2 separate regions of the Mus musculus genome follow, and region 2 is linked to region 1. Evidence: chromatin contacts called from public promoter capture Hi-C data. All regions are on one chromosome and are shown on one strand. The core of a region is the stretch at or near the end of the contact, and the rest is flanking DNA. Distances in the headings are between cores, read along the strand shown.

The links. Capture Hi-C pulls out chosen DNA fragments and counts their contacts.
Region 2: a promoter capture Hi-C map of adipose tissue shows a contact between it and region 1, with 2.3 times the contacts expected there. A contact is called at or near these places in 3 of 39 promoter capture datasets (the C10 cell line, the SN4741 cell line and liver), 4 of 130 datasets of targeted methods (bone marrow-derived macrophages, memory CD8 T cells and pancreatic cancer cells) and 1 of 9 other capture datasets (adipose tissue).

Annotation. Positions count from the first base shown.
Region 1 is chr19:6,065,979-6,070,948 of GRCm38.p6, forward strand. It overlaps Tm7sf2 (transmembrane 7 superfamily member 2), which reads right to left and starts at 1,872. Exons shown (of 10, transcript NM_028454.2): 1 at 1,691-1,872; 2 at 1,145-1,341; 3 at 990-1,044; 4 at 521-715; 5 at 333-436. The coding sequence starts at 1,742. It overlaps Vps51 (VPS51 GARP complex subunit), which reads right to left. Exons shown (of 10, transcript NM_001081041.1): 5 at 4,461-4,970; 6 at 3,880-4,095; 7 at 3,487-3,705; 8 at 3,048-3,169; 9 at 2,877-2,964; 10 at 1,864-2,397. The coding sequence ends at 2,137.
Region 2 is chr19:5,507,535-5,512,504 of GRCm38.p6, forward strand. It overlaps Snx32 (sorting nexin 32), which reads right to left and starts at 2,983. Exons shown (of 13, transcript NM_001024560.3): 1 at 2,799-2,983. The coding sequence starts at 2,837. It also overlaps the pseudogene Gm31166.

The DNA.
Region 1 (4,970 bases), core at 622-3,121:
TCCGAAGCTGCACCTGCTTTCCCAGCTCGCTGCCTGCTTTGCTCCCCCATACAGCCTGTCATCACTGTGGTATAGATTTAGTTTTGTGGTGCTAGGGTTGGAATCTAGGGCTTTATGTACATAAGCCAAATGCGCGCGCTCTCTCTCTCTCTCTCTCAAGATTTTATATTAAAAACCCTCTTGTTCTATTAAAGCAAAACCATAGGTTCATAACACAGCAACATATTGGCAAATGAATGAATGAATGATTGCTGCCCACCCAGCAATGCTAGCCCACTCTGCTCTTCTCCTGGCCCAAGTCCAGCAGAATTAAGTCCAGCATGTCAGCATACCCAGCCAATGAGGCCAGGTCTCAGCTCACAGAAATATTTGAAGTCAAAGGAACCGAGGCGAGGGTTCAGCTCCCGTCCAAGAAAGAAGTCATACATGGAATTTCCTGGGGAACAACAGAAGGTGAAGGCACACCAGGTATGCATGCATCCCACCTACCTCATCCCTACCTCACTGGGACCCTTCTCACCTGAGTTTCCCCCAGGAGCCAGGGCTGAGGCAGGAGCTACCAAAGCCTTCGCATAGAGGAGGAGGCTGAAGATAAAGCTGGTGAGAGTGGTCGCAAAGGCCAAGGGCAGGAGCATTCCAGGGAGTGCCCCCAGGGGCAGCCCCACTGACACCCCCAGCCCCATCAACAGGGCTGTTAGCACCAGAGCCTGGAAGCCTGAACCACAGCACAGAGTGAGCCCTGGGGTGGCTTGCATACTTCCAAAGCCAACACACACACACACACACACACACACACACACACGCAGTTCTGGGAGAACATTGGCCATTGGCCTGGAGCTGAGTAGTAGCAAAAGAGGTAGATGCACGGCGAGGTTCCCATAAGGGCACAAACATGTCATCAGAGCTGGTCCATAAACCTCCCACCACCCTTGGAACCCACCCCAACCCATGTTAACTGCGATTCAGGGAGGGGGGGGAACCCCAGTCACCATTAATAGGGTAGCGCAGGCGACTCTTGTCCTTCAGTTCCAGGCCTTCGGCCACCTGCGGGTACAGGGCAGGTTTTATAAGAGCTGGGGATGACTTCCCAGGCTCCAGCCCTCCCTGCACCCTCCTCCCTGGTGTGTTAAAACAGATCACACACCTTGCGTGCAGGCAGCAAATAGAGCGCCACCTGCAGGCCGAGCCAGATGAACAATAGCAGCAGAGCCCATGGGCTCCACAGCTCCTCCAGCCCAGGCAGATAGGCCGGTAGGGCCAGGAGGCGCGCCGGGCCCGAGCGAGCCGCCAGGAGCAGGTGGAACATGGTGGCAGGCAGCAGGATCAGTAAAGCCGCGACGCCTGGAAAGAGGGCCACTGTGTAGCGTGACTGCTCCCAAGAGCTCTCTCAAGTCCTCGGGCGCCTTGAGTCACCTGCCTGCTTAGCAGTTTCCCAGCGCCATACTCCTATCTTAATTTTCATCTTGTTCCTCTGCCCTCTGGCATTCCCAAAGACCATCCTGCTCTCCCAACTGTCTTTCATTACACAAACTCCCCGCTGTGCTGCTGTCAGCACTCCCTCCTCTTCTGCAGACACCCCGACACCCGCGCACCGGATCCTTCTGCTCCGAGCCTTCTATAGAGCTCGTATCCTATCCTGCTCCCGTTAAGTGGCATCAGGTCAGCCTCCACCCCAAACCTTCCCATTTACCCAACGGCCCCCCGAATTCCAGTGGGGCCTGGGAGGCCTCACGAGAAGTCATGATCTCTGCTTTGCCGGGGAACAATGGTTCACAAAAGTCGATCAAGGAAACACAAACCGCCCCATGCCGGGTTATGGCTCTGCATCAGACACGGAGGTGGAAAAGCTGCTGCTCTTGTTCATTGATCTTTAAATGGACGCGCCCTCTGCCCACCCTGGGCCCAGCACAGTAGCCAATCAGCGCTGGGAGGCGGGCCCCATGCTGGCGCCTCAGAAGCTTCGGCACTGAAACCCAACCCGGGCGGGTCCCGCCCCTGCAGGCAAGAGGAAGGAGGAGGACACATAAGTTTATTAGAAGGATCCATGAACCCGCCAGCGGGGAAGGGCCTCTAGGATGAGAACAGGGCACAGGGAGGACAGGGCGATAGGGCTACTACGCGACTCGTTGGCAGATTCTAGCCGCGCTCGCAGATGACCTCGACAACACTAGGTTCCATGGGCACTGGGTCGGGACAGCGCAGAGCAGCTGAGGCTACTACTTCGTCCAGCAGCAGGTGCACTAGCTCCTCATCAGCCACAAAGCGCCACAAGTAAAGCTGCAGGAAGTGGCAGTCCACCTGCACCTGCTGCAGCCCAAAGCGCCCAAAGGTGCGTAGGCGCACACACTCCAGTAGTGTCTTCAAGCTGATCTTAATGATGCCAGTCAGCACCGACACCTGCAGGTGGACACAGGGATGCAGCTCAGGATTGCCGTCTTTTGGGGAGGAGGATACATCCAAATTCTGAGCAGAGGCAAGGGAGATAAAGACAGAAATTTCTAGGGCTCAGCTAAGAAGGGAACAATGCAATGTTGCCACCATAAAGGCGAGGGCAGGTAAACCCCGGTGGTCAGATCAGAGATGGGGCCTCATGAATACGATGGGCAGCAGTCACCACTGACTACAAAGTAAAATGGAGGAAAGATATTGCTGAGCTTGGGCTTCGGAGGGGCAGAGATCAAGATATGAGTGGGAACCCCCGATGACTAAAGACTAGTTTGGAGAGTAAAGTGTGGACAAGGTGGTTTTGCTCTGGACCTAGAGACAGAGATTACGTAAAGTGATCTTTAATTCTGCTCAGATGTGGTCCTAGGGCTCTCTGGGTTAGTGTGGGAGCCACCCTTCCCCTGGGATGTAGAGGAGAAGGTACTTCAGACCTTGTTGAATTCCACGGGGCTGAACACATCGATCCGTTCAGAGAACAGCTTCTGAATATTGCTCAGGAGGTTTGTGTCCATGGGAGCACTGGAAGGGGGAAAGAAAGAGTGAGAGGCCACTCTGCCCAGCCTCCCTCTTCTGTCTCTCAGGGAGGCTCCTAGCAGCCTGACCTGGGTGTGTAGCTGGGTGCATAGCGGCCCTGCTGCCGGGAGCTGCTGTACACAGAGAAAGTCCTTTTGCTTGAGTCACTGCTCTGGGCCTTCCGGACACCCTCTTCATACAGGAGCCCCACCTGGGGGAGAAAAGATGCGCTGCAAGGTCAGAGCATGGTTACTGACAAAACCTCCCCTCTCTGCTGGTTGAAGAATCCTAGGTATGGTCACCACCTACACAATCAGGGGAGTGGGAGCAAGGCAGGGAAAACCTAGTCTGAAACCCAGTTTTTAGCTCATCCCTGCTTCAGCTTTTTGGGTGACTTTGGGCCTGCACATCCCACAGGTATGAAATGAGGCTTCTAGTGGCACGACATGGGTACAGCCAGACCCCTTTTGTCTTGGTCCTTGGAATCCAGCATGCATTGGGGTTCCAGCAGCCGGCCTGTGGCAGCACCTGGACATCAATAGCTGTAGTGTCCTCCACCACACGCTTCATGACAGCACGCACGTTCCTAGGCTCCAGAGTACTGAGCCAGTCCCGGGTCTCCACACTCTTACGTAGCATCTGGGATATGACCAGGCCTTGCACCTTCACATAGTGAGTCAGCAGCCGCCGTGCTGTCTCTCTGGCCTCTGCACACAGTGTGCTCACGGGTGTAACGGGAGACTGGTCCTAAGTCACAAAAGCAGAGGACAAAGGTTGCAGGTATTAGAGACAGACCAGAAACCACCACCAATGAGGAGGTGAGCAAATCTTGGGAAACTGAGGCTGAGATGAGTGCAGACCACCAGTCTGGTTCCTGTGTTGACAGCATCATGCCCTTTCCCCTCTCCTGAGCCACTTCACCTGCACCAGAAACTGTTCATCAGTGAGTGTGAGGATGTAGGAGATGGTGGCTGTCTCATAATCCAGGCAGAGGCGAGAGAGCAGCAGGAGCAGGGCAGGCGGCGTGGCACCTCCCTTTTCTCCAGGGCTGTCACAGAAGCTCTGGGCTGTCTGGCACATGGAGCGGATGAAACCCACGATGAGGCCCTCACGAACTCCCTGGCTGCAGAACTCGCCCTGTGAAGGGAAGCCCAGATTTACCACGTCCTTTCTCATAGGATGGAGAGGCTCAGCAAAGTCAGAGCACAGGGCTATTCCTCCCTCTTTGCCTTAACCCTCCTCCACAGGCCACCCCACCCTGCTTCCGAGCCTCGGTGGTAAGGCTGGCAGCAGTGAGGTCCCTGGTACCCTTCTAGCTTTAGCCCGGCTGCATAGCATTTTCTCCTCCAGACTGCCTCCTGAGAATGTGACTCCACACGCAGAGTACTTGAGACAGTATTGTGTGGGGCTGGTGACATGTCCCAGGGCTCCCCAAACACTAGTAAAAGGCTGCTGGAGGGCCAGTCAGCAGAACGAATAAGCAAAGCCAAAGGACAGCATACCCTGAAGTAGGGCTTATTGGAGAAGGACACCTCCTTGGCGGTAAAGAGATGCACAGAAGCCAGTGACGTCTTGATGTGGCTTAGGATGGAGCTGGCCACATTGGCCAGCAACTCAGCCAGGCTGGGGCCCTCCTTCCCCGCTAGGCGAGGTGCTGCCAGGGCCTGGCGAACATCCGTCAGGGAGCTCAGGAAGGCAGCCTTCAGACCCTGCAGATGGTGGCTCAGGCGCTCCCGGGCCACTCGCTCCACAATCTCTGTGGCTGACTCTGAAAGCCCAGCAGCGGCCAGCAGGGCCCCAGGTGCTCGCAGGCGCCGGTGGAAGCGATCTAGTGCCCGCACCAGCAGTGAGTTGTCACTACCACCCTGCTCCTGTGCCAGCCGCCGCTCAACCAGTGCAAAGTAGCGGCCGCCCAGCTCCTGCGCAAAGGCTGCCAGCTTCTCCGCACCAGCAGGGCCCTGAGCAGCAAACAGCTCTTGGTAGGCTGCTGCCACCTGGCAGAGGCCACCTAC
Region 2 (4,970 bases), core at 1,733-4,232, 560 kb before region 1:
AATAAAATAAAATAAAATAAAATAAAATGTTAAAATAAACCAAGGGGCTGGTGAGATGGCTCAGTGGGTAAGAGCACCCGACTGCTCTTCCAAAGGTCCGGAGTTCAAATCCCAGCAACCACATGGTGGCTCACAACCATCCGTAACAAGATATGACTCCCTCTTCTGGAGTGTCTGAAGACAGCTACAGTGTACTTACATATAATAAATAAATAAATAAATCAAAAAAAATAATAAACCAAGTTGTGGCACATGTCTTTAATCCTAGCACTCAGGAGGCAGAGACAGGAGGATGAATTTCTGAGTTCTAAGTCATCCTGGTCTACATATCGAGTTTCAGGACAGCCAGGGCTACACAGAGAAACCCTGTCTCAATAAACGTAGTAGCAGTAGTAACAATAATAATAATAATAATAATAATGGTAATAATAATAATGGACCTAATAGTGATAATAATGGACCCAATGTCTTCTTAAGCAAGTTTAGCCCAAATAGATTAGGTAATTTTCAGGGCTTAGACCAATGCCGTGAAACAACTGTAACTTTATCAAGTATGAAGCAAGCATTTGCTGACTTGCTTATAGGAACTGAATGTGCGGTGGGAAACCTCTCCAAGTTATCTCTAAATGTAGATGTGCCCGAGCTAAATACCTTGAGGCAGGCAAGGCAAGATCTCTCTTTTTTTTTATTGTTTTTGTTTGTGTGCATATGTGTGCGGGCACAAGTGTGTCATGGTAGTATATGGAGACCAGAGGACAACTGGTAGGAGTCTCTCCTTCTATCATGTTGGTCTTGGGATCAAACTTAGGTTGTCAGGCTTGGTGGCAAGGCCTTGACCCAAAGAGCCATCTCACTGGCCAGAAATATCTTTTCTAGTTTCTTTGAGTTGACACATTTGTACATATTTTTAGGTACAGTGATGATAATTTGGAATATGCATATAATAGAAACAGTCAGATCAGGGGATTACCATCTCCTCCTCCTCCTCTCCCCCCCCCCCCACTCCTTCTTTTCTGAGACAGGATTTCTCTGTATAGCCCTGGCATCAGAGCCCCAGTAGCTGGAGCTACAGGCAGTTCAGAGATTCCTAATTTGGGTGCTGAGAACCAAACTCAGGTCCTTTACAAGAGTCGCAAGAGCACCTAAGGACTGGGCAATCTCTCCAGCTTTGCCTTTGAAATTGAAAGATCTTTTGTGAAGGCAGTATTTAATCTAGAGAATGAATATTAAAAAGAATTTTCAGAAAATATTGCCTGTACAAATCTGGGCACATTCATCAGTTTAATAATTCAACTTTCAGAACGCATTCTCAGTACCCACTCAGGAATAGCACCCACAACAATACCAGTAGGTAATATTTATATTTGGCCTTATAATATATTAGGCATTGTTCTAATAAATAAATTTATGGGGCTGGAGAGATGGCTCAGAGGTTAAGAGCACTGACTGCTCTTCCAGAGGTCCTGAGTTCAAATCCCAGCAACGCCATGGTGGCTCACAACCATCCATAATGAGAACTGATGCCCTCTTCAGGTGTGTCTGAAGACAGCTACAGTGCACTTACATATAATAATAAATAAATCTTTGGATCAGAGCGAGTGAGGCCGGAGCAAGCGGGGCCAGAGTGAGCAGAAGTCCTGAGTTCAATTCCCAGAAACCACATGATGCCTCACAACCACAAGTACAGCTACAGTATACTTATAAACATAAAATAAATAAATCTTTTAAAAAATAAATTTATGTATTTATGACAAACTCTCACACTGTAGTTCCAGCAGGCCTTAAACTCGTGGTTATCCTCCTGCCCCACCCTCATAAGTGCTGGGATTATATCTGGCTTCTAATCACTTTATAAACATGTTCTAAGCATACACACACACACACACACACACACACACACACACGGCATATGTACATATATACATCCTTTTACTATTGAGACAGGATCTCACTATATAGCCCTGGCTTGCCTATAACACTCTATGTAGACCAAGCTGGCCTTGAACTCATAAAGGTCTTCCTGTTTCTGCCTCTGCTTCTACCGCTGAAATTCCAGGATTAAAGGTGTGTCTCACCATGCCTGGCTATTTATATACATTTCTATATGAACATGTATAAACAGAAAGCCATGGCCAGCCCTCCAAATTCCATTTGAATCCCAAATGCCACTTCTTGGATTGTGTGACACTACCAAGGCAGGCTTTCTGCCCTCACTCCCCCCCTTCAAACACAGGCAGACTAGCTCTTTGCTGCAGCAGGACCCCTTGTCCTTGGTTTTCTTCTTGATGTCTATCTCTACTCTCACCCACTCTGCTTGACAGAGATGTGACTTTCAGAACACAGCACAGCAGCTCCATCCCCTATCTCTGTCCCAGCTCACTACACTCCTACCTCAAGTGAGAGTTGATGCAATCCAAAACAATGAAGCTCCCCAATAACTGCTGACTGAGGCTGAGAGGAATAAACGAAGAATGGATGGATGGTCTTACAAATATATAGGCACGAATACACAGGTGAGCCTGTAAACTCAACAGGACTCTCTCACCCTTCTCAGTCGCTTGCAGACTGCCTTGTTCTCCCCCATCACGACAGTACTGAGTTGATTTGGGGGAGGGGGCAGAGGCGGGATTCCATCTATGCAGGCTGGGACAAAAATCCTGATTATCTTTGCATCCTCAACCTGGCCCTATGCAGGGGCCTTAGAAGCGCCGCATTCCCGTGCTCAGATCTCTCTCCCTGCTTGGTATGGTATGATGAAGTGAGGTGGAGTAGGAAGACGTTTTATTTCCTTCCTTTACCTTACTCTCATTTCCAGCTTCCTGATGTTGCTCCTCCATGGTGCTCCTTAGCTGGGATATACAGGAATCCTACGACAAGCCACGGCCTGCGCGTTCCAAGAGCTTGGGTGAGGGAACCTTGTAGGGATGCTATCAGCTGACATTGACACTAGCTGCGGCCTCCCTGGGTGGGTCCCATTGCCCACAGCTGCTCCTTCTGATTAGACAGCAGTTTTACCACATGAGCCTCTATTGGCTTTGAGGCCTATCAATCTTACGTGGGCATTTAAGCGGCACCAGAAAGCCGGACCAGGATAGGCCAGGGCCTGAGGGTAGAGGTCACGTGTCAGTCCCGCAGGTGGACCCCTACGAATCCGGCCGTTCCGGGACCCGCCTTCTTCTAACGGGCACGAGCAGAGGCGCACATGCGCACTAGGGCAGCTTGGCGCCACCAGGCGGTGGGCGGGGCGGGGAGTCCGGAGGGGGGGCGAGGGTTGGGAGGGAGGTTTGGGTAGGGAGGAATGGGGAACTCGAGTGGGTCAGGGGGTCTAGGGACGAGGGCAGGCTGCAATGTCTGTGGAGAAAGCGCTTCCGTTCCAGTTTTCACACCCGGGCCAGAAAGTACGGAGTAAGCAGCTTAAGGAGCCGCGGGGACGCAATAAGGCCCGGATACCCCGCGCCCATATTCTTCGGGGGGACCAAAGGAAATCGCCACCGAAGTCACACTGCAAGAAGGCGCAAGTGAGAGAGAAAGAGAAGGTGTGGGTACCCTGGAATGGACTCATCGTGATTGGGAAGAGAGTGGAACTCTTGGACAGAAACGTGCAAAAGTCTAACCCAAAGTTGGAATCTGAGGACTGGAAGCTGGAGGGCACCGGGAAGAAGTTCTCAAGAGAGAAATCGGGCCTGCAACAGGAGGCAGTGGTCGCGAAGCTCCTGAGCAGTGTAAGAAGGGCGGTGCAGGCTCGAGCAAGTTTGGAGTATGACAGCCCAGAGATTTGGAGAGAGTTGGAGGATAGACTCAAAGCTGGTGTAACTACGAGTGCAGAGATGACTGCAGAGCGTGGGGAAAACTTGAAATCTAGGGACAGGTTGAGGACCACTGGAGGGGACTTGAGGTCCAGAGGGGATCAGCTGAGGCCGAATGAGGAACTGGAGTCTAGTGGAGAGAACTTGAAAAAACGGGTACCCATTGGAGACAAGGTGGTAGGCAGGGGAGAGAAGCGGAGGTCTTCTGCTGAAAAAATGGACAGTAGGGAGAGGCGGGGGTCTGTTGTAGAGAAAATGGACAGTAGAGAGAGGCGGGGGTCTGTTGTAGAGAAAATGGACAGTAGAGAGAGGCGGGGGTCTGTTGTAGAGAAAATGGACAGTAGAGAGAGGCGGGGGTCTATCAGAGAGAAGACGGACAGTGAAGAGAAGCGGGGATCCATTAGAGAGAAGGCGACAGAGAGTAGACAGAGGCGGGGGTCCATCAGAGAGAAGGTATCAGACAGTGGAGAGAGGCGGGGATCCATCAGAGAGAAGATGTCAGACAGTGGAGAGAGGCGAGGATCCATCAGAGAGAAGATGTCAGACAGTGGAGAGAGGCGAGGATCCATCAGAGAGAAGATTTCAGACACTAGAGAGAGGCGGGGGTCCATCAGAGAGAAGGTGTCAGACAGTGGAGAGAGGCGGGGGTCCATCAGAGAGAAGGTGTCAGACAGTGGAGAGAGGCGGGGGTCCATCAGAGAGAAGGCAAAGTTGAGTAGAGAGAAATTTAGATCCAGTGGAGAGAAGCTGAGAACTGGTGATAAAAATTCAAGATCCACTGAAGATCTACTGGAGTCAAATATTGAGGAGTTGGAGTCGGCTGAGGTGCAACTGAAAGAGCACTCGAGAACAGGAAGTGCCTCGGAAGAGACTATTGAAAGAGTGGTCAGTGTTACTGGTGGTGAAGGTGAGATGGAAAATCTGAGTCAGGAAATTCCTTCTGAAAGTGTAGAAGGGATGGATGGCCACGGAGGAGCCAAGACAGGGGCAGAAACTGATAGTCATGTCTTGGATGGAATGAGAGAGATTGCTGATGCATCTGTCCCTAAGGAAGAGCAAGACACACTTGGAGAAAGCCCCAAGGAGTCAGGTGGATGAAAAAGTGAAAGTGAAAAAGGAGATTGGAGTATCTCAAGTAAAGGAGAAGCTGGAGCCAAGGACTTT